Regions from separate parts of the Mus musculus genome. Here all the other regions are linked to region 3. The links are chromatin contacts, called in public HiChIP or PLAC-seq and promoter capture Hi-C maps. All regions are on one chromosome and are shown on one strand. The core of a region is the stretch at or near the end of the contact, and the rest is flanking DNA. Distances in the headings are between cores, read along the strand shown.

Region 1 (6,875 bases), core at 1,605-4,104, 650 kb after region 3:
TCTGACGTCCTCCTCTGGACTTCTTGGGCACTGCGTGCACTGTGCAGAAGTCCACACACATGTACAGGTAATTTTTAAAAATAGTAAAAATTTTAGAAGCATGCTGCCACTAAAATGTTAACAACAACAACAGCAACAACAACAAAATAACAAACTGAGGAAGCAGCAGCAAGAGAAAGCTGCTTCACTTCGGAATCCTGCCATCCCACAGGGTGTGTGTGTGTGTGTGTGTGTGTGAATGTGCATGCATGTGTTATGTGTTACCCAGCCCTCACATCCACTGTGGGCATCCTTTGGGAGGGACCAGCTTTCATCACATACCATAATAATACCAACAGGCTTCCTACACGGAGAGGCATTCTTTCTTTACAGAGTTTCTGTCTGGCCTGGGTGGAAAGAGCGTTGAGTGGCTCCAAGAAAATTGGTATAAACTAAATGACAATGAAAGCACGCCTATGTCCTGTCAGATCTTCCAGCCAACTCTGCTGGTAAGGCAGAAGGAAAAGAAGAAAAGAAAAGGAGAGTGGGGGGGAGGGAGGAGGAAAAGACAGATTTCTGTCTGGACACCCATTCTCCTCCTTTCTGCTTCCCCCACCCCCACTCTCATACTCTCTCTTTGTGGTACTGAGAAACAAAGCCAGGACTCATTTATTCCATGCCAGCCTCACACCACTGAGCTAGCTTTCCAACCTCAGGAATAATCTTTTCTAACACAATTCCTTCTTGTTCTTCTTTATTCAGACAACAACAATACAGGAAAAGTTTTCTGATGTAGAGAAGGTATAATATAAAATAGCTTTGATTATTCAATAATATATCATATATACATTGTAACATAATTTATAAAATATATTATTGATAACTATTTTATAGATAAAAAGTATAATAAATACCTGCTTACTAAATATATCCAATCTAGCTTTCTATCATTGTTAAAACTTCAGTTTTGGACAGACGGGCGGACGGACAGACGGACGGGTGGATGGGCGGACGGACAGCTGAGCAGTGAAGAGCATGCGCTCCTCTTGCAGAACACCTGTATTCAATTCCCGGCACCCCCCACACTGGGCAGCTCACAATGTCCGGGGTACTTTGATAAACACTTGAATTCACATGTGCACACAGTCTACCCCACACACGTACACATAATTAATAAATAAACAAATCAATCTTTAAAGCTTCTCAGTTGCTTCAGGTTGAGCAGAGTGAACGCTTACATTTGGGTGGGACTGACCGTTATGTGCTGGCCAAAAGGATAGATGACAAACAAAACACACACAGACCCAGAACAGCAGCTTCTTCTGGGAATCGGGAGGAGGGTAAGCAGGCAGCCCAGGAGGCAGAGGTTGCAAGACGACCCTGATCCTTGGCCATGAGCTGTTCAGGAAACACACAGGCTACAAGACCTTCGAGGTAGCACCATCCAGAGACCAGAGGCTGCTCTGTGGACAATACTTAGGATGGACGATCCCCTCCCTCTTCCCTCCCTCCCTGCTCCCTGTTTCTCTTAACTCTTAAAACAGCACTATCTCGCCCTTGATTTAATCACTTAAGTGAAATCCATGCATCAACGTTAGGCAGCGGTTGTCACAAGCAGGACTCCTCTCTCCGCTGCCATGTATTTTCTCAACAAATGTGGGGATTTTCTTCAGCCCTGTGAAGTATATGGTCAGTTTTACCACAGTCAAAGTCCTGACTCACTTAGGGTCCAGTAACAAGCCTTACAAGTCACAGGTCAACATATACTATCAGTGAAGCAATTACTCTTTAGCTCCAAATAAATTAAACCATGGTCTTTTTCATTGTTGATGTTAAGAATAAAGAAGTCCTAAGGGCTCCCCCTGCACAGCCCTGGGCTTAGAAGGCAGACCTGGAAACTCCCTGCTACCCTCCCCTCCCTCCAGCTTTCTCTGAACAGGGAACAGTAAGAGCCGATCTTACACATGGGTTTCATTGTTAATTTCACGTCCATGTAAAAACAAATGGACAAAACAAAGAGCTGCTGTTTATGAGATTTTGTGGTATAAAACTACAAATGGCTCTTCCAGTTTTCCTGTTTTGTCTTTTCTGAAAGCAAATTAAATTAGCATAATCCTGCTAATAAGATGAGGTATAATTCTTTCCATAAACTGGAAGTTTATTTTATTTTTATTTTTTGGCCTTTTCAAGACAGGGTTCCTTTGTGAGCCCTGGCTGCCCTGTAACTCTCTGTAGACCAGGCTGGACTCTAAATCAGAGATCCTCCTGCCTCTGCCTCCCAAGTGCAGAGGACATTAAGGGCATGTACCAGTAACACCTGGTTGGAAGAAATTTAAAGATGGGAGAAAAGAAATTGGCTCCAGGACCTCTTGGAGTTTTGGCTGCAGTGTCTGTGCAGTATACACACAGCACTGCCTACTCACTGAGACACTGGGAATCTGCATGCATGGCCCTAACTTGATTTGCTTGGTCCTCTGAGGTTTGGAAAACCGTTTACTCTTTCTGGACTTGGGCCCCTTATTACAAAGCAGACATGATCCTAAGATCTCACAGAAGCTGTTGCCATGACCTTAGAAGGTGAACGCAGGGGAAGTACTTGGCCTACTTAGGAATTCTCATCCGAGAGTCTCTGGGCATGGCATTTCCATGGATATTGGTCCTCTCTGACCTTCACCCCAAATTAAAAGAAGGTACTTTTAAGTCTAACAGCCATCTGGTGAGCCAACTCCCACACAGTCCAGAGAAGGGCTGTGGTATGTAGCTATATTTGCAGTTAGAAGGCTCCATTTTTCTTTACTTTCCATTACAGAAGTGTTCATGCTGTGTGAGTGAATGCTATATATGTGCAAATTGCAAATCCACAAAGCCTGGAAGTGGATGTTAGATCCTTGAGAGCTGTAGTTATAGGATGCCGTATGTGGGTGGTAGGAATTTAACTCAGGTCCTCTAGAAGTATAGCAAGCTCTCCAGATGCAATGAGATGTTTTGTTAAAGCGATTTATCCACTTAGACAGTGACTATTTTGGGAGCAAAATAGACTCCATACAGTGGGCTATCCCTTCATATAATGTATGTGCCTGGGCATCTGAGAGGTACAGATTTCAAGTTTCACAGGCCTCGGGGGCTGATATTTTTCCAAAGGATTTTTCCCGTTTTTATTGAAAGAGTTCAGTTGAATTGCTCTAAAGAGCATTAAATCACATTCATGGGAGGCCATTGGCTCAGGCTGAGCTCGTGCATTAGGCTCTGGCAGACCAGAACAACTCAGAGCGCAGCCGCTCCTGCTCGGTGACACTAATCCAACTGAACCTTTAACCGGTCAGTCTTTCATAAAATAGGAGACTTACTAACCAATTAAAAGTGGTTTTTCTTGAACCTCTTGATGAGAGAGTCCCTCTGCTTAACCCTGGAAGGGAAGTAACTTTGCACCAATCTGCTTTGAAGTCGCCCTTGCCCTTTGAAGCCCTTTTCTGCCCACAGGCAACCTCCTCATACCACCAGACCAACTGTTGTCTGCAGAATGGGTTGCCGTGCCACCCCAGAATTGCTAATAAAAGCCAATTAGGTCTTCCAGGCTTTTACAAATGCGCGTTTTGCCTTAGTGCTCTGTTTTCCAGGAGGCCGCCCCTTTATGACTGTGTTTATTCAGCTATTCAGAAAGCACACACATGAATAATCTTAAGAAAAATGTTAGAAGATCTGTGACTGTTCTTGTCTCTTCCTCTTGCTGATGGGGAGCTTGTGAGTGCAGAAATCCTTGGCAAAGGAGACTGCCCATGTGTGCTGCCGTGCAGAGTGTAAGGTAGTTGGTAATTGTGACAGTTTAAGCATTTTAATAAAGATACGTTTTTAAAACGCACAAAACACTAGTGTGATGCGTCTGGACATTTGCTGTCTTTTTCACTGACTTCCTCCCATTTTTTATAGTGATTATTGGTAAGTCACAGATTTTTTTTTAATCTTGTCTTCACATAGTGCTTTAAAACTACAAAATGGGAAAATGAGTCAAGGGAGAAGAGAGTTTTGATACAGCCTCTAAAATCTAGTTTTGTAGTACAACTGACGGGGCAGACAGTAGCTAGGAGGCTTTCAGTGCTTGCTAAGGCTGGGCACTGCTAGGTGGATGCTAAGGCTGGGCACTGCTAGGTGGATGCCAAGGCTGGGCACTGCTAGGTGGATGCCAAGGCTGGGCACTGCTAGGTGGATGCCAAGGCTGAGCACTGCTAGGTGGATGCCAAGGCTGGGCACTGCTAGGTAGATGCCAAGGCTGGGCACTGCTAGGTGGATGCCAAGGCTGGGCACTGCTAGGTGGATGCCAAGGCTGGGCACTGCTAGGTGGATGCCAAGGCTGGGCACTGCTAGGTGGATGCCAAGGCTGGGCACTGCTAGGTGGATGCCAAGGCTGGGCACTGCTAGGTGGATGCCAAGGCTGGGCACTGCTAGGTGGATGCTAAGGCTGGGCACTGCTAGGTGGATGCTAAGGCTGGGCACTGCTAGGTGGATGCTAAGGCTGGACACTGCTAGGTGGATGCCAAGGCTGGGCACTGCTAGATGGATGCAGCACGGTTATACCGAGGCCTCCTTCCGCTGGAAGGTTGGATCCAGCCCTTCCAGGAATGGAGGCTCTGCGGCGGCGGCGCAGATGGGAGGCTACTCTGCATTGTGTGCTGGTACTTTTGCTGTTCTCTAAGCTGAGGAGCAAAAAGAAATGTCCCAAAGCCACTGTGTAGTAATCCTTTGAAATGAGTTTGTATTTCACAAGATCTCCCAGCTACCTTAACCCACATCCTTCACCCCATACACAGCTCCATAAATGAGGGAATTTATAGGTTATTTGGAAGAAAAAGAGCAGGGTATTTAAACTTTAAAAAAATGTCACTGTACTTAACTGTTAATGAAGTGTTGTGTGGTGGGGCCTCCAGCTCTTCTGCTGTTTGTAGCCAGCAGCCCTCATTTGCATGCCCAGGGCAAGCACTAATCCTTACCATCAGCTGCTCCCCAGAAAAGCATTCACCCCATAATACTGTTCATCCTGCTGGTTTATTTAGCAAAGCCTTTCTTCCCAGCATACACAGGCTTCCATTTCAGGCCAAGCTGATTACCCCAGATTCCTAATTAGTGCTAATTAAAGCTTTAATGGATAGCAGCCAGAATTTAAAAGCATGCCACCTCCTTTAAAGACCCATGGCTGGTTCAGGGCAGGAATGAGCCAGCCCCAGGACTTCCCATGGAGTGACACAAGCTCCTGGGTACCTTGGCACACAACATGCAGGCCACGGCTGGTGACCTGGAGCCTCTCCATCCTGTTTTCCCAAGGAAAGCAAGCTGCTTGCTCCAATCAACCTCTAAATGTCTACTGAAGTCAGGGATAGTTTTCAAGGAGGACATCATTCAGTATTCCCGACAAGGTCAGCCTCAGAGCGATTTCCCCACTCTTGTCATGGCGGGGAAACAAGACAAAATACCCTAACTAAAATAATTCTGAGGAGTCCAGTAAACCTTTGTTGGGCTGGAAAAGCCTTCTCATACTGACCCTGCTGCAGGGGAATAGCTCAGAACATTCCTGGTATGTCAAGCCCGAAGGCAGCAGTCTAAATCTACCCTTTTCTTATACCATCTCTGCAATGTGCAAGCTGACTCATCGTAAACATGGCCAGACTGAGTCATCAATGTTCACAACACGGAAAGAAGAGAGGATCTGGAGTTTACCATGAGCTCATGAGTGCCCAAGGAGATGCTGAGTCACAGGGGTTCTGAGTCACCAGCCTGGCTGCTGGGAACTGAACTTAAGTCCTGTGCTAGCTTGGCAAGTACTCTCAACACGAAGCCATCCCTGCAGCCCCACATCTAGATTTTGAGAACATTCTGTGCTAGGTGCTTTGCTCCCGAGACAGGGTTTCATGCTGTCAGACAGATCTCAATCTTACCATCTATAAGTAGACAAGGATGGTCAGAATTTCTCATTCTCCTGCTCCCACTTCCCATCTGAGGTTAGTAGAATATGCCACCACGCCTAGCTTACGTGGTGGTGCTGGGGATCAAACCTTTTGCGCACACTTGGCAAGCTCTCTCCTAACAGTCTGTTTAAATTCCCACAGCACGGTTGGCAGCGGGACCTGTGTGAAGACCACTGAAACAGAGATCTCTTTCTGGCACAAGGTGTCCCCTCCACTGTGCTGTTTTTGCTGCTAAGGAGAATTTTGTTTGGAAGTGCTGAGACTCAAGTGACAGTGAGACTCCAAGGGTGTGTACAAGGGGTGAGCAGTCACACCCTAGAGGAGGAAACATGGAGGGCTAGCATGGAAAGGTGGGAGAGGGCTAAGGCCGAGTCTTAGGCAATACCCCTGCTTCTTCAGAGGAAGGCAAGCCGTCCAAATGATTTCAGAGATAGCTTTAAATTTTTTTAAAGGTAACACACCTTTTATTTGCTGTGTTTTTGACGACTATTTGGGGCACAAATATAAAAATAAAAAATACATTTTTCCATTTTTCCTGTGTGTGTTGTGTAGTGTGTGGTGCAAGCTCAGTAGGGCTCATGTGTTCAATAGCACATGCCTGTGCTCACGTGGAGACCAGAGTGACTGCCGGCGTTTCCTCTCCTCGGCTCCTGCCTTGCTTGGTCTTTACCTGGACCTGCCTTGTTTGCTGCTCCTCCTCTGCCTTTCCTCCTCTGCTGGGGTTGCTGGCATGCGCAGCCACACTGGGGTTTTTACAAGGGTGCTGGGATTTGAACTCAGGTCCTCGTGCTCTCAGAGCAAGTAATCTTACCCACAAAGCCGTGTCCCTAATCCCAAAAACTTACTTTTGTAATGAAATCACATGATTTATTCATGTGTTTGTTCAGCTGTTTTGCACAAAAATTTATTTTCTTTCATGGCTGGGAATGGTGGCATGGT
Region 2 (7,333 bases), core at 3,407-5,906, 790 kb before region 3:
ACGGCATTATACTAGCGCCACTGCCAGGTTTTTCCGCAACGAAGAAAGTCTCTATCAAGGAGCCTCCCTCTGCCTGCTCCCCCTCCGCACAGAATCCGCTGGTTTGCGTTTCTGGAGCGATTTCCTCAGCCAGTCCTTGCAGTCAGTTGTGTCACCCAGCTTTCCCGTCCCAGCCCACACACCATTTCGTGCAAGGAGATCTTTGAACACGAGTTTCAGTACGATCAAACGTCTTAACTGTGACCCCAAGAAACCTACTCCGGGGGTAAAGGCCTCGCGAACAAACACTGCGCTGCGGAAAACAAAGCGGAGATGGCCGAGGCCGTGCGCAGATTCTGGAGCACACAAAGAAGCCAGAGCCATGCTCGCGCGCTGCGGCGGCGCATGCGCAGCTCAGCGGGTGCAGGTGCGCGCGCTGGGGTGAGGTGTGGGGTGGGGGGTAGGGGGTGGGGGGTATGGAGTTGAAAGCACCAGGAGCTGGGTGGAGTGAGCTCTGCTCCTCCCCAGCTGTGTGGTTGGGGACACAGGCAGAATGTTGCTTAGCCTCAGTTTTCTCATCTGCCAGATGAAGCAAATGCCATCGAGCCCACTTAATGTCGGAGCTAAAGAGATAACCGGTGGTTTCTTAGCATGCGATAGACGCTCAATGAATTTTTTGCTATTACCAGATACCATCCAAGCACTAAGTGACATCACCATAGCAACATCAAGATCCTTAGACTGATTATGTAGACAATTTAATTAAACACAAATTTAAATAACACGTATTCCTCTTTTAGATACTTGAAGAATCATGTCTGTGTGGACATGGATACAGCAAGTGGGCTTCTTGCTCTTGTATTTTATCTTATCTGTTATTCTGTCCAAACAAGGACGAATCTGTGGGCGTAGTAAATGAGCACAAGTCTTTACAAAAGCCTGTTCAGTCCGGAATGTCTAGAGCAGCTCCAAGCTCAGAGCCTTCCACAGTGTTATTACTAGGCTTCATAGTCAGTATCAGTCAGTCCTTCTGAAATCCCCACCTCCAAGAGGGACCCAGATGTTAAGTGTAGTGCTTCCCACACCTATGCCAAAGTGGAAACGTTGCTCGCGCTTGCTCCAGCAGCACATATACAAAGTGGAAAGTTGCTCAGTGTTAATGTGTTTCAGTACAAAGATGTTCTAGGCCACAAGCTCACATAGATATCTGGTTTACTCTACTTGTAATGATCTACATCAAGTTTGACCCCCTAGGACTCAAAGGCCAAGGTGGTATGTTTTGTGCCTATGAGGTAAGAATCGTTTGTTTTTAAGTGATGGGAGGGGTACCAAAAGAAAAGTGTATTTTATAACATTTCATGCTTATGCGAAATTCTAATTTCATTGCCCATAACATTTCCCACTGGAACACGGCCACACCCACTCATTTACATATCTATCGTTGCTTTCATCCCTATAAGAGTTGAGGAAAATAATCCCTACAGAGTGAGTTCTGGGACAGCCAGGGCAACACAGAGAATCCCTGTCTCGAAAAGCAAAAAAAAAAAAAAAAGAAAGAAAGAAAGAAAGAAAGAAAGAAAGAAAGAAAGAAAGAAAGAAAGAAAGAAAGAGAGAAAGAAAGAAAAAAAGAAAATGCATGTTAACAGGATCTAGATAATGATTTATGATGTACACTTGGTGACTCTGGTGGGGTGGGTGGGGACTCAGGTGTTTCTCAGGCAAGTCACGGAAGTTTTTCACTTGTAAAACACGGACAAGTCGCAGCAGAGTTCAGATAAGAAGTAGCCTCTGCGCAGAGTGAGTGTCCTGTGTCAGGCATCCGTGCGTCTTAATGTGTTTAGAAATGTTCCTCTTCCGTGCGCTTCAGGCCCCATTCCAAATTAGAACACAACCATCATCTCAGATAAGGATCTAGAAAGTAACCTGATTCTGTATGGCCGCCGCTGCCAAAAATCTTCAGTTTGTATCCTCTTCTAACTTCTACCTCTTTGCCATGATCTACCAAAGTCAAAGGAACCCACCTTATAACCACGCGACCAGCAAAGAGTAAGGTCAGAGAGCTGATGCGACTCACAATTAAATCTGACCAGTTAAGGAAAGGCCAGGCCACAGGAGCTGACAGCTCTTCCTGCCGTAGCCAGAACCCCTGCCGGAAGTCAAAGGGGGGGGGGGCAGAACCGCCCAGAACCGCCTGTGCATTCAAGAATTTCCAGTTTCTTAAGACACTCATTAGTGTCAGCTGAGAAGTTCAGAGGGATTAGGTTAGGGAACAAACATTGAAGGAACAGAGATTAGAGCCCGTGAGGGACGGAAGGATTACCCAGGAGCTGAAATGAAGGGGTTCAACCCCTAACAAAGGTAGTTTGGTTCCCTGTTTTCAGCCAGACTCTGAGAATGGCTAATGTCATAATGGCAAGCGCTGGGTCAAGATAGGAGAGCAAAGGCTGGAGAGATGGCTCAGCGGTTAGGAGCACTTGCTGCTCTTGACGAGATCCCAAGGTTGGTTCACAGCACCCACGTTAGGTGGCTTGCAACTGCCTATAAATCCAGGGAATCCAACACTATGTTCTGGCCTCTGCAGGCACCCACACTCATGCAACAACTGCACACACAGACACTCCCATGCATACGTAAATAAAAATTAAATTTAAAAGAATGTTTAATTCCATTTTTTTTTTAAATATGAGAAAGGGACTCCCTGAGGCTCTCCAGTCAGGTGACAGGTAACAGCTGATGTTCACAATCCATCCAATCAGCATCCACTCAGATGGCTAAGCCTTGTGGCGGACCTGCTTTACCCATTCTCCCAATATTCTGTCAATTATAAGCTAATAAGCACCAAAGACAGAAACTTTCATTTTAAAATATTCTGGGGTTTCTTGAGACAGAGCCTCATGTGACTCAGGTTAGCCTGGAATTCACTGTGCAGTTTACCTGCACTGGGTCGAGACCCCCCACTTTGCCTTAGGTGATCTGAAAGTGACTTCCTGTTCAGGGAGTAGCTGTGTGACTCCGTCTGAAAAGTTTTAGATGTAATGTCACCAGCGGTGACATATGGAGTGGCCAAGCAGGAAAGAAAGAAGGAAAGCTATGGCTGCACACGGAATGTGTGCACAGTGACAGGCATAGCAGAAGCCGCCACGGCAGACTCTTGCCAAAGACTCTAGGCCCGGGCTGCACCGAAAGTCTTTTGATGAGATAGAAGACAAAGTATCAGCGGTCAAAACATACAATTGTTTCCGGGACATATTTGTGTATGTGTCTTTGCATATACCCCAAGTCTCAGCATAGCTCAAGCTATGATTCAAGAGACTGGTGATTTGTCATGCTCAAAGCCTTGGTCTGCAATTCCAGCACCACGAGAAAAGGCACGCAGGTATCCAATCCCCACGCTCCGGAAGTGGAGGCAGGAGGAGCAGAAGTTCAAGGTCGGGGGGTGGGAAAGTGGGTGCTCCGTGGGTAAAGTGTCTGCCAGGGAGGAATTGAATCCAAACCCCAGAAGCCACCTGAAGCTCAGAGCAGTAGCACTCATCTGTGGCAGGAGGGGAAGCCAAGAATCAATCAGCCAGTCCAGCTCACCCAACAGAAGCCAGCAAAGAGACCCTCTGTGGAACAAGAAGAATGTAAGGACCAGCATCAATTTCCATCTGTCCTTCAACCTCCACTTGCTGTAAGCATGCTCTCTCTCTCTCTCTCTCTCTCTCTCTCCCTCTCTCTCTCTGTTTCTCTCGCTTGTGCTCTCTCTCTCTCTCTCTCTCTCTCTCTCTCATACACACACACACACACACACACACACACACACACACACACACACACAGAGTTCAAGGTTATCCTTGGCAATGCAGCAGAGGAATCACCTGGGTGCTTATCACGCATCCAGGTTCCTGAGTCCTAACTCCAGAAATTCTGATTCAATTGGGGAAGGGAAAAGAGGGTGGCAGAGTTCACAACCCAACCCGACTTGGAAACCACTTGGGAGAGGGAGTGTTTCATACCCACCATAGCAGGAGCTCAGGAGGTTTCCCTCTGTCAGCAAGCTTGAGTAACAAAAACACATGAGGCTGGGAACGTGCTAGGGACATATCAGGTAAGATTAGGATTTAAATATATCCTGGGCCTCTCCTTAAGGATCATATATGTAAGTCACAGTGTGTGTGCATATATAGAACGTGCAGGTGTAATTTAATTAAAGGCAGGGCAATCAAAGAGAAAGATTCGCACGTTCTTCCTTCCTAGGCCACTTAAGGAGTGAGGTTGCAACGAAAGTCTCTCTTTTTTTCTAAGACATTATGAAAGGGGGTTAGTGTGAACAGGGTCAGGGATCGGTAGAGACATTTTCCCTACAGAGTGGAAGGAGAGAAGCTGGCAGTCACAGAGAAGCTGGTGAAGCTCCAGGTCAGGACAAGCAGCTCACACATGCCCGCCCACCTGCTGTGAACCAGACCTGAGAGAGCACCAGCACCTGCCTGGCTACCGTGTGCCTAATCCCAGAGTTGACTCGAACAAATAACATTCATAGTCTATGATTAGACAACAGCTTTTCCAAATAGAAGCCAGTACACAGTGAGACAGGAAAAAAAAAAAAAAAAAAAAAACCCTCAGCAATCTGTCTGAAAAGTAATTCTGCGATCGATCAGCAGGTGTCGCTGTTTTGCCTACGTGAACAGGGCTCTTTGTTCTTGGCCAAGTTGCTCCGACGCTCCGCGTGCAGTTAAAGACGACCAACCCGCTCTCAAGCTTGTCCCCGAGGGACTTTAATTTGGTCCGAGACAAAGAAATTCCTTCCTCAATTTTTTAAGTGGAGAAATATAGTGAAATTATGCCCGTATTCCCTAAAAAAAAAAAAAAAAAAAAACTGTATTGACATGTCATATTGTAATTTCCAGGGAACCATATAAAACCAAGCTCACACTGGTAGCTGCAGGGGCTGAGATGAGGAAGTTGAGTTTTCGTTTTATAAGATAAAAAGAGTTGGCTCCAGCCGCATATGTAGCAGAGGATGGCCTTGTCGGTCATCAATAGGAGGAGAAGCCGTTGGTCCTGTGAAGGTTCTATGCCCCAATACAAGGGAATGCCAGGGCCAGGAAGCGGGAGGGGGTGGGCTGGTGAGCAGGGAGACGGGGGAGGGGATAGCAGGTTCTCAGAGGGGAAACCAGGAATGGGAATAACATTTGAAACGTAAATAAAGAATATATCTAGTAAAAAGATCAGGAAAAAAATATAAAAAGAGTTATTGGTATTGAACGTGGGGTGCCTTTAACACCACTAAACTGTGCACTAAAATGGTTAAAATGATAAATTTTATGGTATCTGCATTTTAAAGAGTTGGTTGTGAGAGCCTAGCTTTTGGGTTTGTTTGTGTTTGGTTTTGGTTTTGTTTGTTTGTTTGTTTTTTTTTTTCAAGACAGGGTTTCTCTGTGTAGCCCTGGCTATCCTGGAACTCACTCTGTAGACCAGGCTGGCCTCGAACTCAGAAATTTGCCTGCCTCTGCCTCCCGAGTGCTGGGATTAAAGGGGTACGCCACCACGCCCGGCTGAGAGCCTAGCTTTTAATGGCTATACCATCTCTCTAGTCCATGTTATGTATTTTTTATCACAATAAAACATTCGAATAAAATGAACAGAACAGAACAAAGCAAAACCAACGCTAAGCCTATCTCTAACCCTCCTTGTAAGTCACGTTCATGAATTGGCAACATGAGCCTAGAAAGCAGATGAATTCCAGAGATGAAGTCTGCCATCTGGTGCACAGGATGAATGGACCCCTTCTGTGAAGAACTCAGAAAGCCCGTCCTGAGCAGAGGTCAAACGTCTCCTTCTGGAAGTCCTAGGGGTGGGAAAGATACCGAAGACAGCATTTAAGCTTGTGATGGACTGAGCTTACATTTAAAGAACCCACTGTGTGAAACAGAGATCCTGGCCTTTCCCGTCATATCTGCTCCTCTAGAACTCCAAACTTAAAAATCCAGAAAAGAGTCAGTACTATTTGCTGAGCCGCCCCACCCCATATGATAATATATGTTTATTTAGACCCAGTTTTCAGCATATCCATATGGGCCTAGGGAAATGGCATTCCTTACACCCAAGTAGGTCCAAGCTTGCTGGGACATTACTTCATTAGCTTGTTTGTTTAAGACAGGGGTCTCTCTACATAGCCCAGGCTGGCTTTTCCTCCGGCCCAGCTCTTCTGGGAAACCTGCTCATTCAGGATCTCTGATACAGTAGTGCCCCAAACTAAAAACCCCTGCCCTAAGAACTCAAAATATTATCTGAAGACACTCAAAATTCCACTTAAGATTCTAATCCAATCGATCAAAGCAAATGCTGTTGAAAACATGCATCTTGAAAGGAAGCCAGGGGCTAGAGAGATAGCTCAGTGCGTAAGGGTACCAACTGCTCTTCCAAAGGTCCTGAGTTCAAATCCCAGCAGCCACGTGATGGCTCACAACCATCCGTAATGAATGCGTCTGAAGACAGCTTCAGTGTACTTATTTATAATAATAAATGAGCAGGGCTGACCAGAGAGAGCAGAGGTCCTAAATTCAATTCCTAACAATCACAGGAAGGCTCACAACTACAGTGTACTCATATACATAAAATAAATAAATCTTTAAAAAAAAAAAAGGCAGAGCTTTAGACTTTTCCCAGCGGAAGGCTGCTGGAGACTTAGGACTTTCTTCCTCTGTGGGTGGGAGGGGGGGCCTGGGAATCGTTTTCTCTTGTATTCCAGAGGACACTGCTTTTGGGGTCATTCTCTTGAATATCCTCCCACCCACATTCTGGCTTACAGTGCCCTAATACATGACCAGAAGGATCCCCAGCCATGTTGGATGTGTAGAGTCAGCTGTGCTGACCGAGGATAGAGCCTTTCACTGGAAAGTGTGTCCATCAGTGGTATCATGCCATAACCTCCCTACTTTTAGCTCTAAGGTGAATACTCACCTCCCCTGCTGCCCCTTTCTGGAGCCTGTAAGAAAGTTCCAGCTGGTAAAAGGTGCTAGGGAGGTCACCCACAGCACGCACAGCAGATCTGTGAAGTGTTAAAACAGAGAACCACTCCAGGCATCTCCCAGCTAAACTCTAGGCATGGAGGACCACCTGGCTCTCTAGGGAAAGAACAAGTTTCTCCATAGAAACCCAGCTCATGGCCAAAGAGAGAAGAGGTTGGAGACCCAGAGGGAGAGCTGTGAAATCTTCCCTTCCAAGAATCCTTCTGAGGACCAAGCAGCCTACTAGGACCTGGTCATTGTTTCCGATTGTTGGCCTGCAACACATTGTGCAAATACTTAGGCCTCCATTTCTTCATTTGGAAAATGGGATTAAGCGTAAGAAGCTTATGAAGACAACTCAGTTG
Region 3 (7,662 bases), core at 426-2,925:
CTGAACTGAAGTGTGAGGGTATCAGTCACTGCCGGCGAGGAAGCTCCGGCTTGTGAACTCTTCTTGAACCGAGATTTAAGTCTGCAGCCATAAATCACTGAGACATACACTCCACCATTCAACGCTGAGAGCGGCCGGTAGTGGCCCCGCTTACCTTAACTTCTGACGGCCGCCGCGGGCTCGGGCTCAGGCTGCGGCCCCGGGTCCCCTCGGCGCGGGATGCCACCGACCCTCAGCATCCGCCGAGCCGGCGTGCGGGCGGGCGTGCGGGCGTGCGGGCGTGCGGGCGTGCGGGCGGGAGACCCCAAGGCCGGGACTCGGCGGAGAGCCGGACCGCTGGCTGCTCCGGCGGCTGGCCCCCGGCGGACTGGGGCGGCTGGACCCCCTCCCCTCCCCTCCCCTCCCCCACGCCCGCCCCCGCCCTACCCGCGGCCGCGGCCCCAGATAAGCGCTGGCGCGGCCGGGCTCCGCGGGGCTAGTGGCACCGACTTGGGTATGTTTCTTATGAATACTGCGCCGAGCAGGGGTCGGTCGGGGGGTGCGGTAAGGGGTGCCGGGGCGGGCGGGAGGGGAGAGCAGAGCGGCTAGGGAAGCGCCGGCGTGGGGGGATGGGGCTGAGGCGAGGGGAGGAACAGGAGCAGAGCGAGCTCCGCGGCAGCGGGAGGAGGGCGGCCTCCCCCACCCCACGCCCTCCCTCTCCTTCCTAGGCGTCACTAAAGTCCAGGAAAATTATGCTAATGAGGACAAACGGCTTTCACAAAGGGGCTCTCTTGTGGGGTTCTATTTTTTAAGAATCTGTCTGAGAAACCACGCAATTCCCTGCCATGGACATTTTCATGGGGTGGGGGGTGGGGAAAGAAGAGAAGAAGAAATGAGTTGCCCTGACTTTGGGCAGTTTTCTTCACCTGCCGCTCCCAATACAGACACCCTAAAGCCAGTCCCTGTGGTGTAGGGCCTATTTCCAGACACCTCCCAAATGCAATTCAACTGCCTTTGGTTAAATTTCTAGGCTTAACGGAAGGAAGTATCCCAGGGAGATGGACAACTGTCCCTACAGTAAAATGAACCTTTGTGGGCTCAGGCACACACAAAGATATTCAGAAACTTAAGTCTCCACCTCTTGTGTACCCATTGCACAGTACCGGCGGGCACGGAAGCAGGTAGTCCATGAGGAAGATAGCTAAGGAACCAACACAAATGGACATCCGGGATATTTCACCCTCTAATTAGTTGAATGGCCTTCCTTTTGCTTGGTTGAGGAAAAGCCTACATTTGCTTGGTAATATGCCACAACGTTAAAGAGGATGGGGTCGTTCCCAATGCCCCGTTCAGCTTCCCAGCTTCAGAAACAAACTCCTCCAAAGCACGGGGGGGGGGGGGGGCGGAGAAGAGAGAAAAGGAGCTTTCGTGCAATTCCGAGGCGTCAACGAGGGTCCCTCTCAAAGGAAGGTGTTAAAAATATAAGTAGTATGTTTAAACTGTCAGGGAGCCAAAGTGTCACCTTAGAGCAAAAACAAAGCCAGGGGGGAAAGGGAGAAATCAAAAAAGCACTCCGGGCCAGGGTGGCCTCATGCATACCAATGGTTTTTGTCATTTATGGCTGGGCAAGATTTATGACTCGGCTCCCCAAAGCTGTAAACAGAGCACAAAACAGCAAACACTTGCTCCTTATGGCAGATTGCAGCGGCGCAACTTGAAAGGGAAGAGCCCGGGACGTGTAGGAGGTGAGAGCCGGCCGCAAAATCCGCTCGGCCGCTTTTTCTCTTCAAACCCTCAGGGTCGGATGTGGCATTTGAAGAAAGAAGGCGTGGGTCAATAATCAACCCGCACTTTCTCCTCCAAACTGCTGACGCGACTCTCACCGCCTTCTCAGCTAAGCCAGCTGCAGGGAAGGCCGTGAGAACCAGACCTAGGAGTGGACTGTCTGAGCCAAGGGGGCTGAGAGCGTTGGAGCAAAGGGCTAGGGCGTATGCAACGCATACCTTTCTTGCACCACCAAATCAAGCAGCCCGAGTGCCAAGACCAGGCCGGACCGAAGGAAGTGCAGGAGCCGCGGGAGAGCTCAGCTCCGTGCGCCCTCGACTAGCACCTAGGTGGCTCTGGGCGGTGGGTCCCAGCCGGCAAAATAGAGCTCTGATTTCAATAAGCGGGTCTGGCGTCCTGGCACATAGATTGCGGGTACCCGCGGCTCATCTGAAATCCAAAAGGCTGGCTTTGAAGCAAGCATAGGCGAGATTGTTAAAATTAATAATTTATAATAGCAAGGTTTTGTTGGCTTGTTACTGGGTTGTGATCGAAGATTCGCTGCTATTTGATATCCATTTCTAGAAATTGCTCACTGCCGCTTTCCAGGCGAATCCCGCAGTTCCACAGCCTCTCCCAAACCACCAAGCTTTTCTTTGCTCAGCATCCGTGGGCTTCCCCATCTTTTCTAAGTCCCGTGATTTCCAGAGTGACCAGAAGAAGCGTTTTCTAAGGCACAGAAGAGTACTTGTAGCAACGGGGTGCCTGATGGAACCTTTCTGCCATTCAAGGGGTGTCCTGCCCATCTCTGAGGGGGCTCACCGCTCCAAGACTCTCTGTGCAAGCCAGGGAGGAAGGTGAGGAGTAACTTTTGGCAAGAAGTATCGTTAAAATCCAAAGATGGGGAGGGAAGGTATTGAGGAAATATGCTGGCCTATGAAGATGAGGATGGAACTTTGAGAGTCCAGGGGACCAGTCTTTCTAATAGCTAATCGTTTGGCCATAACCTGGGTGGCTTTAGCTCTTTCCTGGGAGGGGAGAGAAAAAGCCAACTGTGCTCTATGAAAGCAGTTATTGGCTTCTTACTGTGCATGCTTTTTATACAGAACCAGGCTGGAGAGTCTGTTGTTAGATATTTATTCTCTTGTCGGCACTGAAGCCACAATAAAAAGATGCCTCTAACAAACCTTTACTCCATTTCTCCTTCTTTCTAGTGAAACTATATTATTTATGAGTCTTTAACTGGGTCAAAAATGCACCAGAACTGGGTCATAAATCATATGAAATGCTGACAAGTAATTGAACAGCAATTAAAGCTTACATTTTATTTCCAAGGGGTGTTTTAGAGCACTCAAACAGCCTCAGTTAAGCACAGTTACCACCGAGGTCTGCACGAGGGAGGGCAGAATCCACCCTGCCTGGGGAAGTAAATCTCACTCAAGTCGGAGAAGCCTGGTTTGAATTTTTTAAATAAAGGAATATGAATATTTTTTTTTAACTAAAGAAGGCAAATTTGATTCCTAACTCCTCACAGGGATCTCTTTATCTGCTTCAAGGAGCAAAGTAAAGACTAATTTCTTTCACCTTTCCAAAGACTTTCACTCTTCCCAGGAGCAGAAGGTCCCCAAAGCCCAATTAGCCCCAGCCTGGCCAATATTTTGGAGCGGAGCAGTTTAACTAATCTCCCTCCATACAGGCAATAGCTCCCTTTCAGGGGATATAAAGCCAGAGAAATGTTGTCTCTGCTTGCTAAGGACTACAGCTACAGAATTCCCTCCAATCTTGGGCACATAGGCCAGTTCTTTAACTCTCCAGGCTGGCTTAGGGTGTACAGAAAGCACCCAACCCAAAAACACTGGTGGGAGCTCAAACTAAGCCCCAGACCCCCTTCTGCAAATCACACCGACCAGACCTCCGGGCAGCTGGCATGCTCCCCAGCACCCCAGGCTTCTCTCTCTCCATCCCTCCCAGGCAGCTATTGCTCTGGAAACAATGGCATGCCCTCCAGGTTGGACTCACTGGGTCCGGCATTGGGAACTCTGCCTCCCCCCCCCCCCAACCCAGCACTGAACAAAGTGGCTGGAAGCATCATCAGTAAAATGGCAGTGTGTCTGCACATTCTCCTCATTGATTTTCCTCTTACATTTGCTCAGGCTGCTCAGGTCAGCCCTAACCCTTCACCCTGCTCAGCAAACACTGGCCAAATGGAGAGAGACCCCCTTTCTCAGCTACTGGCCCACACCTTTGTCATAAGGTCTGGCCCTTCTAGCTTCTTGCTGGCCACCTCTCCTAACCAGAGCTTCCAGCCACCTCTGCTGCCTGAGAGAACCCTACCTCCGTCTGGAGCTTAGCTCCTGGGACTTCAGCCCTTCAGGTTGCAGTGGGACAAAGCAACCCCAAAACTAGAGACTACTAGGCCCATCTTGTAGCCCCCAAGTGCCCTCTTCTTTACATCCCACAATACTTTCCAGGGAATTAAACTCAGAGTCTGAGGAGCTACTGGGAATCTTTCAAATGCTTTCAGTTCTAAAACAGAAACAAAGGAAGACAGAGGGAGGGTGAGGGTCCTGTGCATGATCCAGGGTCTCCTTGCCTGACCTCTGTCTCCCACAGCCATAACTCACCCTAGGTATGAACAATCAGAGGAAATACCTTAAAATAAATCCCATCCTCCTGGTGTGGCCGAGAGTCCCATCGGCTAGCTTGCCCAGAACTGCTCCATGAGAACTGAAAACTGCAAACCGCTGGAAGAGCACTCGCTCGCTCCGGAGAAGGGGAAGGAGATGGAGAAGGAGGAGGTGGGTGCGTGGGGGGTTGGGGGGGGAAGCTTTCGCTCTAAAAAGAACCTAGAAATGTAATCGCCAACGAAGCCTGCCTGGGTCTCCGCTCCCAATACCACAATAATGTGCAGCATCGTGTGCTCACGTGGTCAGACGTCAACTTAAATCCTTTTATTTGAAATAGGGAATCACTGAAGGAACCAGGTTTCCAAGCAGAACATTTAGATTTGCGAGAGAAAAGTAGGGACTGTAACCAGTCCAGGGTTGGAGTTCTATCTCACCAGCAAGAGCATGAGGGGGGCACCCCACACACATACATACCACACAAAGGCGCTTGTCTCCTACGTACATTTCTTTACACACACTCCAAACACAGGGAAACAGCAATGCTGTCTGTCTTCTTCGTGTTCACTTAACTTTCCCTATGGCCTCCCCTTTACAGACAAATTGAATTCAGCATGCCCGGTCGCCACCCCCTCCGGGCTTCTCGGACCCACAGACTAGCATATCAAAAGACAAGACGCAAGCCTAGAAATGACTGGCTAGTCACTGGATCAGTCAGCAGACTTCTTTATGGCCTGCAATTGTATGGAGTTTGCTAACACCCACGCTATACACCACAGCCACTGATGAAACCAAAGGCTTGTAATTACCTGACAAAATGTTCAAGTCTCTGCTCCAAGTCCAGTTGGTTTTGTTCGGAGGCAGCCTACTAGGAAAGTGGTGCTCCGCTATAGAGTTGTGGGTCAGGATTTTGCCAAATCTGAAGAGACCTAATGCCCTAGCCAAACCCATACTTATGCATTTCCTCCGTGCATAGCTGAGTGATACATGAAAGTATATGCCTCCAAAGATGAAAAATGTAAGAGGAAATTATCTAATTGCCTCTGGAACAGGGGGAAGCGCTGAAGGCCACCAGAGTCTCCTGTGCTAGCCCAGTCAGCCTGAGACCCTCCCCTCAGACTGTCCTGTACACTCACCCCTAAGACAACCCCTCATCTACCAGCTGAAACTGACCTGAACCAGTTCTGCTTAGTAGAACCTGGCTAAAACAAATAAACTGTCCTCCCAGTCTCCACCCCTACTCTTGCCTTCTGTTTGGTAACATTGCCTATGCATCTCAACTTTTCCATGGGCCTCTAAAAAGTTCCCTGCCTTTATTTCTGAACTGTGTTTTGAGAATGCCCTCTTATTTCTGAGGAGCCCATCTTCAGTCTTCAGCTGGCTCCAAGTGGGGTGCTCAGTTGTTGCAACTGCAGGAGACTGTGTCTGAGCCTCCCTACTTTTCTCTCCAGAAGGAACCCAAAGGGGGTCTGTTGAGAACATTAGGCCCTAAGTAAAGATGGATGTACATCTCCTGAGGGAGGAGGGTGCACACATCACAGCAGCAATACAAAGGGAGACCTGGCCTGCCGCCTTGGGAGTGAGAACTAGCCTAAGAGACTTCCAAGGTTCTAGCTGGGAGAAGATCTATAGAAACTCCCCTAGCCATGACCTAAGTCAGAGGCTGCCTGGCCCAGGTTTGGGAGATAAGAAACAGACCAAATGCTGGCTTCCAAAACACATTCTTCCGTCCTTCGAGGATTCAATCTACTGTCTTTTGTGTCTTCTGCTCCATGTGATACGCACTCCTCAGTCATTCACAACCAGCTTTTCAGATACCACAGAAAGGGACCTAGAAATATGGCCAAGTCTGACAACTCCCTCCCCCAGATTTTTATTTTTTATTTTTATTGCAGAGTCATCCATTGGAAGATGAGAAGAGCCCCTTTCAGAACTCTTTCAACAGTTTTCAAGCAAACTGAAACTCTGAAGGCCATAAATCAATAGTAGCAGTCTCTGATGCTGTCTCAGAGAGGTGGCTTAGCTTCATTTGAGGCCCCTTGGCATCTCACTCCTATGCTGGAGCCTCTATGTCACCAACATATCCATTGATGCCCCAACTGCTGCTTAACAACTAACATTAGGATCGATGGGGGTGGGGCTGAGAAGGGGAAAAGTATCAGAGGAAGTCAAAAGAAATTTAACTTATGAGAAAACAAACAAGCAAACAAACAAACAAACAGCTTAGGTTGGGCATCCCACACAGGGACCCAGCCATCGGCTGAAGGAAAACTGGGGGTGGCCAGTGGGAAAGTAACTAGCCCCTTTCCACTCACCCCCACTCTGCCAGGGCTGAGAATCCATGCTGTGAGCCAGGCCACCCAGAGCCAAACTGAGGGAAAGTTGGCTTGGAAGGAGCAGGTGACCAAGCGTGCAGACCATTAGTCAATATTTGCCTGGCTGCTGGCAGATTAGATACACCTGTACTCAAACAGTGCAATCTGATTTCTCTATCAAAACTATACTCAAATGATAAATCTTTACTTAACATGAATTATTTCCTGTGGGTACAACTGTAATACAAATGGGCTCCAAGCTCTCTAGACACAAGTGGATGTGTATACCGTGTTATACTGCAGCTTTTAATATCGACAGTTGTCCTGTTATTTGCAGTTATGCAAATCACAGAGTTGTAAGTTCCTAAAATATTCCAACTATACTTGCTACATCCAGACACCCAGAGATGAGAAAGTAACGTCATTACTAAGACTGTTTATTTCCTATCTGATAAAATAATTGTACCCCAAACCCCACCCCACCACTGAGTAGCATGTTGGAATTTATTAACAATCTGATATCTTTCTGGGGAGCTAATTTTAGGAAAGATTTGGACCTAGGAAACAGAAAACAAAATCTGAGAAGTTTGCTGCTGCTGCTGCTGCTGCTGTTGTTGTTGTTGTAAAAAAGAATCCCTGAGTTGGTGATGCCTCATAGCTCAATGATAGTGTGCTTTCTTGCCCAGTATACTCAGAGGCTCTGGGTTCCATTCCCAGCACAAGAAGAAAATTAACCCCTGAAAGAACAAAGCAAACTCATCCGCTCATACCAAGCTTCTGAGAGCTATTCCACTAACCCCTCCCCCAAACAGGCCAGTAATTTATGGCTCTTTTACAAGGTAATAAACCACAGCAATTACCTCCCTGCATCTCAAACTAAAAGAACAAATTAAGCCAGAACTTGGAAAGAATTTTAAAGAGTTTTCCCCTTGTTCCAAATAGAAAAAAGAAAAAAAAACATTCATACATAGAGGAGCTGA
Region 4 (7,383 bases), core at 1,626-4,125, 740 kb before region 3:
ACAAAGTGAGTTCCAGGACAGCCAGGACTACACAGAGAAACCCTGTCTCAAAAACACCAAAAAAAAAAAAAAAAAAAAAATGCCCTGCTTGCCAAATGTAGTAGCACACACTTTAATCGCAGCCCTGCCCAGCGGCAGAGGTAGATGGATCTGCATCTCACTAAATTCCAGGCTAGCCTAGCCTACATACTGAGTTCCAGGCCAGCTACCCTTCCCCCAACCCCACCCCTCCAAGGGAGGGAGCTTGAGACAGGGTTTCTTTGTATAACCTTGCCTGTCCTGGAACTTACTCTGTAGACCAGACTGGCCTCAAAAATCAATCTGTCTGCCTCTGCTTCCTGAGTGCTGGGACTAAAGGTGTGTGCCACCACTGCCTGGTGGTATCTACCCTTTTAACTAATTAATTAATTAATTAATTAATTAATTAATTAATTTAGTCTTTCTTAGACAAAGGCTTACGTAACCCTGTCTGTGTTTGAACTCTTGCCTGATCCTTCTGCTTTTTCATCCGAGCTCCCGGGGTTGTAGGTGGACAGCAACCACCACATACATCTGTCCAGTTTATGTGCTGCTGGGAAGGAACTCCAGGACTTGGGCTGTGAATATGGCTCACTGGGGAAAGACACTTGCCACCAAAGCTGCTAGCCTGAGTTCAATCCCTGGGAGCTATTACGGTAAGGAGGAAACCAACCCTTGCCATCTGTCAAACCCGGGTTTGTGCATGCTTGTCAGGCACTCTACCAACTGAGCTACATCCCAACCATGGGGGAAATGAAACATTTTGGGGGCACCAACTATGTATAAGGTTCTGAAAGTTGCTACCATGACTGATGGCTCATCTATATTCTTATTTGGTTCACAGCATGTACTAGAGAAACCCATAAGTCACTTACATCACAGTGTTTTAGAACTCAAGTGCCATCCTTGTTTCTAAGAATTTCACAGATTTATATAAAGGGAGGAAGGGAGAGAAGGAGGGGAAGGAGGAGAGAGGGAAGGAGGGAGGGAGGGAGAGGAAAGGAGGAAGAAGGGAGAGCATCTTACGCCCCTAACGAGCTCCAAGCTACTGAGCTCAGGCGTCCCATCTCATATTCTTCGCAATCTCCAACAGCACACGAGGGAGAAAATCAGTCTATAAAAAGCTGAATGTGGCAGACATTTACTGAGCCAAGATCATCCCAGTATCACCCCCATCCCCATAAACGCACCCTCATTCCCAATCACTCAAGACTTAAAGCAGAAACACCTTCTGCCTGGCATGGCAGTACACTTCTTGTCATTCTCATACTAGGGAGGCAGGGGGTTGGAACATATGAGTCCAGCCAGGAATACACATTGAGACATTGTCTCAGAAAACCAAGGACTGGATATGTCTGTAGCTCTGGGCAGTCTATCCCTAGCAACTCCTAAAAACAAAAATCTTTGCTTCTACTTTTGCTGGACAAGATTTGTCATACTAGATAGCCCCTGGGGAGAGAGAAAAGGAGGAAGGGAAAGAGGGAGGGAGGAAAGGAGAGAAGGAGGGAAGAAGAGAGAGGAATGGAAAGAGGGAGGGGAAAAGGGAGGGAGAGACCTCCAGGAAGAAAGAGAGGGAGGGAGGGAAAGAGAGAGAGAGGAAAGGAGAGAAGGAAGAAAGGAGAAAGGGAGGAAGGGAGAGAAGGAAGGGAAGGAGGAGAGAGGGAAGGAGGGAGGGAGGGAGAGGAAAGGAGGAAGAAGGGAGAGCATCTTACAAATTTTCTAAGTTGACAAACCCTAAGTGGGGCTAGGTTCCCCAGGGGGAACCAGGAGGGCTTGGTAAAATCTCCACTTGCAAAGCCCATGTTGGGTACTGTGTAGGTACAAAGGTGAGCCAAACAGGTTCCTGGCCCTCAAGAGTTTACAAGAGTCAAGTCATACTAACCCTCGGCCTCTGTAAACCACAAAGTAGAATAGGCCAAGTGCTGCAATGCTGGCAGCTGGGGAAAGCTCTGTGGGAGAACAGATGGGAGAGAGATTAATCCCATATGCTGAATATTCAGAGGATGGAGCTTTAGGGGGCTACCCCTTAGAAGATGAGGGGGCAACAACCCACAGATAATAGAGTACTTCCTGCCTGTGCTTGATGGTTTGCCCGAATCTCCGGAAAGACACATAAAGTGAAATTTTGCCTAAGTTCAACCTAGAAAGCAGTGTTGGGGCTGGTGGATTTGAACACACACAAGTCCTGTAGAGCTGGTATTCTCAGCCCTCAGGTATGAAGCAAAAATGCCATGAGAGAAGACTAACAATTTGCAAAGTATGTCTAGGGAATAGTGAAGACTCTGTAAAGGTGTAGATATGTGCATGTGTCTATATAATATTCTTTCACTGAAAAGGAGGCTTGGAATCTGTATCGATTCCTGACTTTCGTAGATTTCATCTGATCTCCCTGAATCCCTATTTGGGGTACTATTCTCCTTGTTTTGCCGACAAGGAAACAGAAACACTGATTATTAAGAAACCCTCGCTGTCTGGTGATGGGGGTGCAATCTGAATTTAGGGTCTACTCCTCTTACCCTCCGTGCTGGCCAGTAGTTGCCCACCTGTGACCACTTGTGCTTAGTGCTCAAAACTGGCTACTTTCTCCCTAGTTTAAACATCCTTGTCTCCTCCCAACTTCTCCAACTTTCCTCCACTCCCACCCATAGGTTTTTTCAGCTAGAGTGGTCCAGGTCACTACCACAGGGCTGCCAGGGGCATCTGGGAGCTTTAAATCTGCTTCCATTCCAAAATGCTTTGAAACTCCTCCTATAAAGAGGCCTGGAGCCCAGAACAGATATGAGTGTGTCCCAGGGGCTGTGCCTGCGGCTCGGGGCGGGGCGAAGTTTGAAGGGGGCGGGACTTAACTGTGGGCGTTGCCAGGCAATGGGGCGGGTTCTGAGAGCTGGGTGTTGCAGGTGTCTCCTCCGCCTCTCTGGGTCCCCGGCCGCGCCAGGCACTGTGTGGGCAGCCGAGGGAGCGCCTTTGTGCCTGGCTGGGGTGAGGCTGCAACGGCCCCTTGTACGCCCTGGTCCATTGTCTTTTCGGCTGGTGCCACAGGGGCGGCTGTAGTGCCAAGCCGGGTGGACACAGGCATCCCCGGCGCACCGTGGGAGATGAAGCTCCCGAAGCCTTGGTGGGCGGGCGGCGGCCTCCTGCAACTCACGATTCTGTTGAGCTTGGTAGGGCTCCGTGTGGACCTGGACCTCTTCCTGCCGCCGCCGGCCGCCGCACTTTGGGAAGAGCTGCTCCCACTCTGCCCCACCCGCCCCGCCTCGGCTTCTAACCCCTTCTCGGCTTCGGAAGGCTGGGAACGCACCCCCCTGCTACCTGCCAAAGGCCGGCTGCTGCACGAAGTGCGCGCGCTCGGGGTCCCCTTCATTCCCCGCACCCGCGTGGACGCGTGGCTAGTGCACAGCGTGGCGACTGGGAACGCAGACGGGGCCCACGGGCTGCTCGGCACCGCCGCCTCGTCGGCCGTGGGAGACGGCGGCCAGTCAGCATCCGCGGGCGGCGGGGACCCCCGAGCGGCTCATAGCAGCCCTCTGGCCGCTGAGGAAGAGGAGGAGAAGGCGGCCGAACCGACGGCGCAGGTGCCAGATGCAGGCGGATGCGGGAGCCAGGTAACCTAAAAAAACGCAAGCGAGAAGCACGTCTACGCCCTCCAGGGCAGAAAGAACTGGCCCCGAGCTCTAGGGTCCCGATGACTAGGCAGGGTCACACCCGGGCTCTCTTTTCTCCCTACTCTAGGTAGTTACAGGTTGCGGGACAAATGTGCCCCGCCTCCTTTTGAATGAAGAGGGTGAGTTCTGGGGATTTGCTTTTAGGGAAAGTGTATGAAATCCATTGCGTGCAGAGACCACCCTTCCTTGTGTTTGATGGCTGTGGAGGGTATTTTGGTAATGGGGAAGCTAGAGGGAATGGTGCTGTCTGGACGTGGCCTTTAATCGTACCCCGAATGCATTAAGATGCCTTGATGGGGAACCTGTACCGGAGTAGAGAATATGAAGGAGGCCTCAGCCCCTGAGAAGATGTGCATCTCTCTGAAGAACCACGCACCTAAGCCGAGACACGATCCTTGCCCTGAGTTTAAACGTTTGTGGATGTGTTGTTGTGCTCCTGGACTAAGTAGGCTCGGTGTTCAGTGCAGGTGGTCTCTCTGTGATCTACCATCCCACCCTTGCCTGAGAATACTCCCTAATGGGACGTGTGAAATCCATAATTGACATAAACATGACACGTAGTAAGTTCCCTTTGGTTGCCGGTGCTCCCCTGCAGCTGAACTTTTTGTTTCTAAACAGTTCTGCAAGATCTGTGGGCGAAAACCTCAGGAAAGACCTGGCAACTAAAGCGCTCCTGTCTCCCAGGGGGTGCGGGTGGGGGGGGGGGGGAACTGGCTCCCTTTTAGGCCCAGTGCTTGAGGTTAACTGATGTCAATCCACAAGTGTTTGTAGGAGGTTGTTTTTGTGAAAAGCAGTCTTGTGCAAAATGGGAATTGGAACTAAACTGGTTTGTTTGCGGCTGTTCAAAATCACCGTTTGTGTAGGCAGTTGTCTGACGGGCTCCTCCACCCTTTCTTGGAGGGGTCATTGCGAGAGGTGCTAGTGATTCATTGTTAGGCTGTTCTGATCCCTTCCTCCTCTCTGGGAAGGGAGCTAATAGGGTGGGGGTTAGTGCTAGCGGTGATAGGCCCCTGATGGTTTAGAACTAACAGGAAGCCACTCCCTCTTCCAGTCTATGGATCTGAACTCCCAAGAGGGAAGGGTGTCACCCGAGGAGAGGCATCTCTCATTTTAGGAGAGTACCTGCTACCTCCACACCTTTTCTGGTCCTGCAAAGTGTGACTTTGAAACCCTGGGTGGATTCTGTACGAGGTGGTGCCACACCAGTCTCACAGCCAAATGTCATCCAGCTTGCTAAGTGTACAGACCTTTGAAGGGAATAGAAGATTTTCTCTCTGAAGGCTTCCTTCCTACCATTGCCTGGTTGATACCTATCTAGACTGGTGGGCTGGTTTTGGAGGCAGCTCTGATGGCCTGGGAACTGAAACACGGGTTTAAAAACTTGTGCAAGGTACCAGAACCAGCTAGTTATGGTGGGCAGAATCTGAACCCAGGCGTCCGGCAGCTCCTCCCTCTCCCTTCTTACCCTCTGTGTCAATGGTTCTCACAAGGACGACCTGGAGTCTGTCTTTCTTCGAGGAGGAGAGAACAAAGCCACGGTGGTCCCATGCCCTCCAGTCTTCCACCAGACCCCCAGCAACTCTCTTGACAGTGCCTTCCCAGGCTGGGCTGCAGGTGCTTCTGCAAGGCCAGGGTAACCGTGTGGGGGTTGTTTCTTTTCAGTCAAGCTGATCAGTTGCTGAGGCCTTTCCAGCGCCATGGTGGAAATGCCCTGTACTTGTCTGTCTGTCTGTCTGTCTGTCTGTCTGTCTGTCTGTCTGTTCTTGAGGAAACAATACCCAAAGAGGTCAGGAAACTCGGCTGAAGATATGCAATAGTTAATGGCGGAAGTGGACTGAGAACTGGATCTTCAGTCTCCCAGACTGGTATATTAATTAAGTACCATGCATGGGTTGCGCTCAAGCTCTCCCCATTAGAGTGCGTCTGCGATGGAGTGAATTAGCTTCTTATTCAGCCTGGCTCCTTGCCCCAAGACAACTGCTTTCTGGTGCAGAATTTGTTTGTGGTATGTTCAATTGGGGTTTGTTGTGGTGGTGGTGGTGGTGATGGGTGTTTTGTAATAGAATGTTGGTCTTGAACTTGCTATGGAGCCGAGGATGATCTTGAACTCTTGAGGTTTCCCCTTCCCCCTCTAATATAAGATTACAGGCACGAACCACACTAGCTTTATTGAGCATTATTGACCAGGCTGGCCTGGACCTCTTACTCCTCTTGTCCCAACTTCTCAAGTGCTGGGATTACAGGTGTGTGTCACCATGCCTGACTTGCATTTTTTTTTTAAAGACAGATTGTAGGCTGGAGATCTCAGTGGCTAAGGGCATTTGCTACCCTTGCAGAGGACCCAGGTTTGCGTCCATGCACTCACATGGTGGCTCACAACCATCTATAAATCCAGTTCCAGAGGGTCTGACGCCTTCTTCTGACCCCTGAGGACACTGCATGCACAGGGTGCACAGACAGACATGCAGGCACACCACCTCAACACATTAGGTAAAAATCACATACACAAACACACAGAAAGAGGGGAAAAGCGGGCTGTGCATTCATAATGAAGACCGTGACTCTGGGGGAAATGGGCTAGAGACATAATGCCATTCCCCATGGGCCCTTCGAATCACTCCAAGTCCCAGGGGCTCACTACAAGTGGGAGAGTGAAGTTTTCCTGGAGGGGAAAAGCAAGGGTTAAGTGCCAACAGGGTGTCTGAGTCGCCCTTGTTCTTTCCCCCTATATTTGAAATCTGCAGTTGAAAACATTTATTGTTCTCCTTCAGACTTGTCTCTATGCCCAGCTTGCTTATTAGGGAGTGGATGCGTATGGCCGACACCTGATAATTCCAGTGACTTACATTTGAGTCATAGAAGAGTCTTGTTTTAGAGTACAATTTTCACAGCTTTTATATGCATATACAAAAACATTTTAGAATAGGGGATTTTTCAAAGTATCAAAAGCAAGCACTGCTTTGATTTCATTTCTTAGACGGACAAATAATTATGAAAACAGACCCTGGAATTCCCCAGAGCTGACAGATACCTTTTATAACCATGGCTGTTCACTTAGAACTGACGAAGCCCAGGCTCAGCACAGGGAAGGATGGATCCTCAAGAAATAAAGCTATGGTGGCAGGAGAGATGGTACAGGAGTTAAGAGCACTTACAGCTCTTCCAGAGGTCCCTGGTTCCATTCCCAGCACCTACACAGTGACTTACAACTGTCTGTTATTCCAGTTCCAGGCGAATCTAACACCTTCTTGTTGCCTCCGAGAGCACTGCATACATTCCATGCCCTTAAAGAGGATGCAGTGGGTCCTGGCACTCACATAGTGCCTAACAACCATCTGTAACACCGTTTCCAGAGGATCTGCAGGTACCGCATTACATGCGGGGTATGCAGACATACATGCATGTCACTATGCAGATACCTGTACACATCAAAAGAAATAATAAAAAATTAAATTAACAGTTTTGTGGAGTTGAATATATATATCAAAGAGCTATATGTTTCAAAGAGCTATTGGGAAGTGAGTTAGCTTGTGGTCATCTTGTGGTTTCATCTCCTGTGACAGCAACCCTCTGCTGTGTGAGCGATCCTACCAAACATCCCAACTTCCTTTAGGATGGTTCCTTCAGGTCATAGACTCACTATAGTCCATATTTAATCCAAAATAGGAAGAGAAAGACCTAGCAGGTAGGCAGTTGGTCAGAG

Evidence for each region. Promoter capture Hi-C pulls out the DNA fragments that hold promoters and counts their contacts. HiChIP or PLAC-seq counts read pairs in DNA pulled down with a chosen protein or histone mark.
Region 1: a promoter capture Hi-C map of embryonic stem cells shows a contact between it and region 3, with 2.8 times the contacts expected there. The contact joins the enhancer-like site here to the promoter of 5730596B20Rik in region 3. A contact is called at or near these places in 4 of 39 promoter capture datasets (the C10 cell line, cranial neural crest and embryonic stem cells) and 2 of 115 datasets of contacts at active chromatin or transcription factors (astrocytes and pancreatic cancer cells).
Region 2: an H3K4me3 HiChIP or PLAC-seq map of craniofacial prominence shows a contact between it and region 3, with 3 times the contacts expected there. The contact joins the enhancer-like site here to the promoter of 5730596B20Rik in region 3. A contact is called at or near these places in 4 of 39 promoter capture datasets (the 3T3-L1 cell line, the C10 cell line and cranial neural crest), 6 of 115 datasets of contacts at active chromatin or transcription factors (astrocytes, bone marrow-derived macrophages, craniofacial prominence and 3 more) and 2 of 9 other capture datasets (adipose tissue and liver).
Region 4: a contact with region 3 is called in an H3K4me3 HiChIP or PLAC-seq map of stem cell-derived neural progenitor cells, with 4 times the contacts expected there. The contact joins the promoter of Nfe2l3 here to the promoter of 5730596B20Rik in region 3. A contact is called at or near these places in 4 of 39 promoter capture datasets (hematopoietic stem and progenitor cells, liver, pre-B cells and 1 more), 1 of 115 datasets of contacts at active chromatin or transcription factors (stem cell-derived neural progenitor cells) and 1 of 9 other capture datasets (embryonic stem cells).

The regions. Positions count from the first base shown.
Region 1 is chr6:52,820,062-52,826,936 of GRCm38.p6, forward strand. All of the region lies in intron 2 of Jazf1 (JAZF zinc finger 1), which reads right to left. Among named protein-coding and RNA genes, the nearest start is that of Gm52904, 25 kb to the left of the region's middle. Within about 2 kb of position 2,855, at least 8 of the 459 cell types and tissues checked have an H3K27ac peak or open chromatin away from gene starts, as enhancers often do. A contact at or near this core is called in embryonic stem cells, where this site is marked.
Region 2 is chr6:51,379,530-51,386,862 of GRCm38.p6, forward strand. Gm6559 (predicted gene 6559) reads left to right here and starts at 181. Exons shown (of 3, transcript NR_110455.1): 1 at 181-406. Within about 2 kb of position 4,657, at least 50 of the 459 cell types and tissues checked have an H3K27ac peak or open chromatin away from gene starts, as enhancers often do. A contact at or near this core is called in bone marrow-derived macrophages and craniofacial prominence, where this site is marked.
Region 3 is chr6:52,175,480-52,183,141 of GRCm38.p6, forward strand. 5730596B20Rik (RIKEN cDNA 5730596B20 gene) reads left to right here and starts at 1,676. Exons shown (of 1, transcript NR_163848.1): 1 at 1,676-5,372. The region is part of intron 3 of Hoxa3 (homeobox A3); the gene reads right to left. All of the region lies in intron 1 of LOC115490409 (a long non-coding RNA gene), which reads left to right.
Region 4 is chr6:51,429,794-51,437,176 of GRCm38.p6, forward strand. Nfe2l3 (nuclear factor, erythroid derived 2, like 3) reads left to right here and starts at 2,876. Exons shown (of 4, transcript NM_010903.2): 1 at 2,876-3,620. The coding sequence starts at 3,114.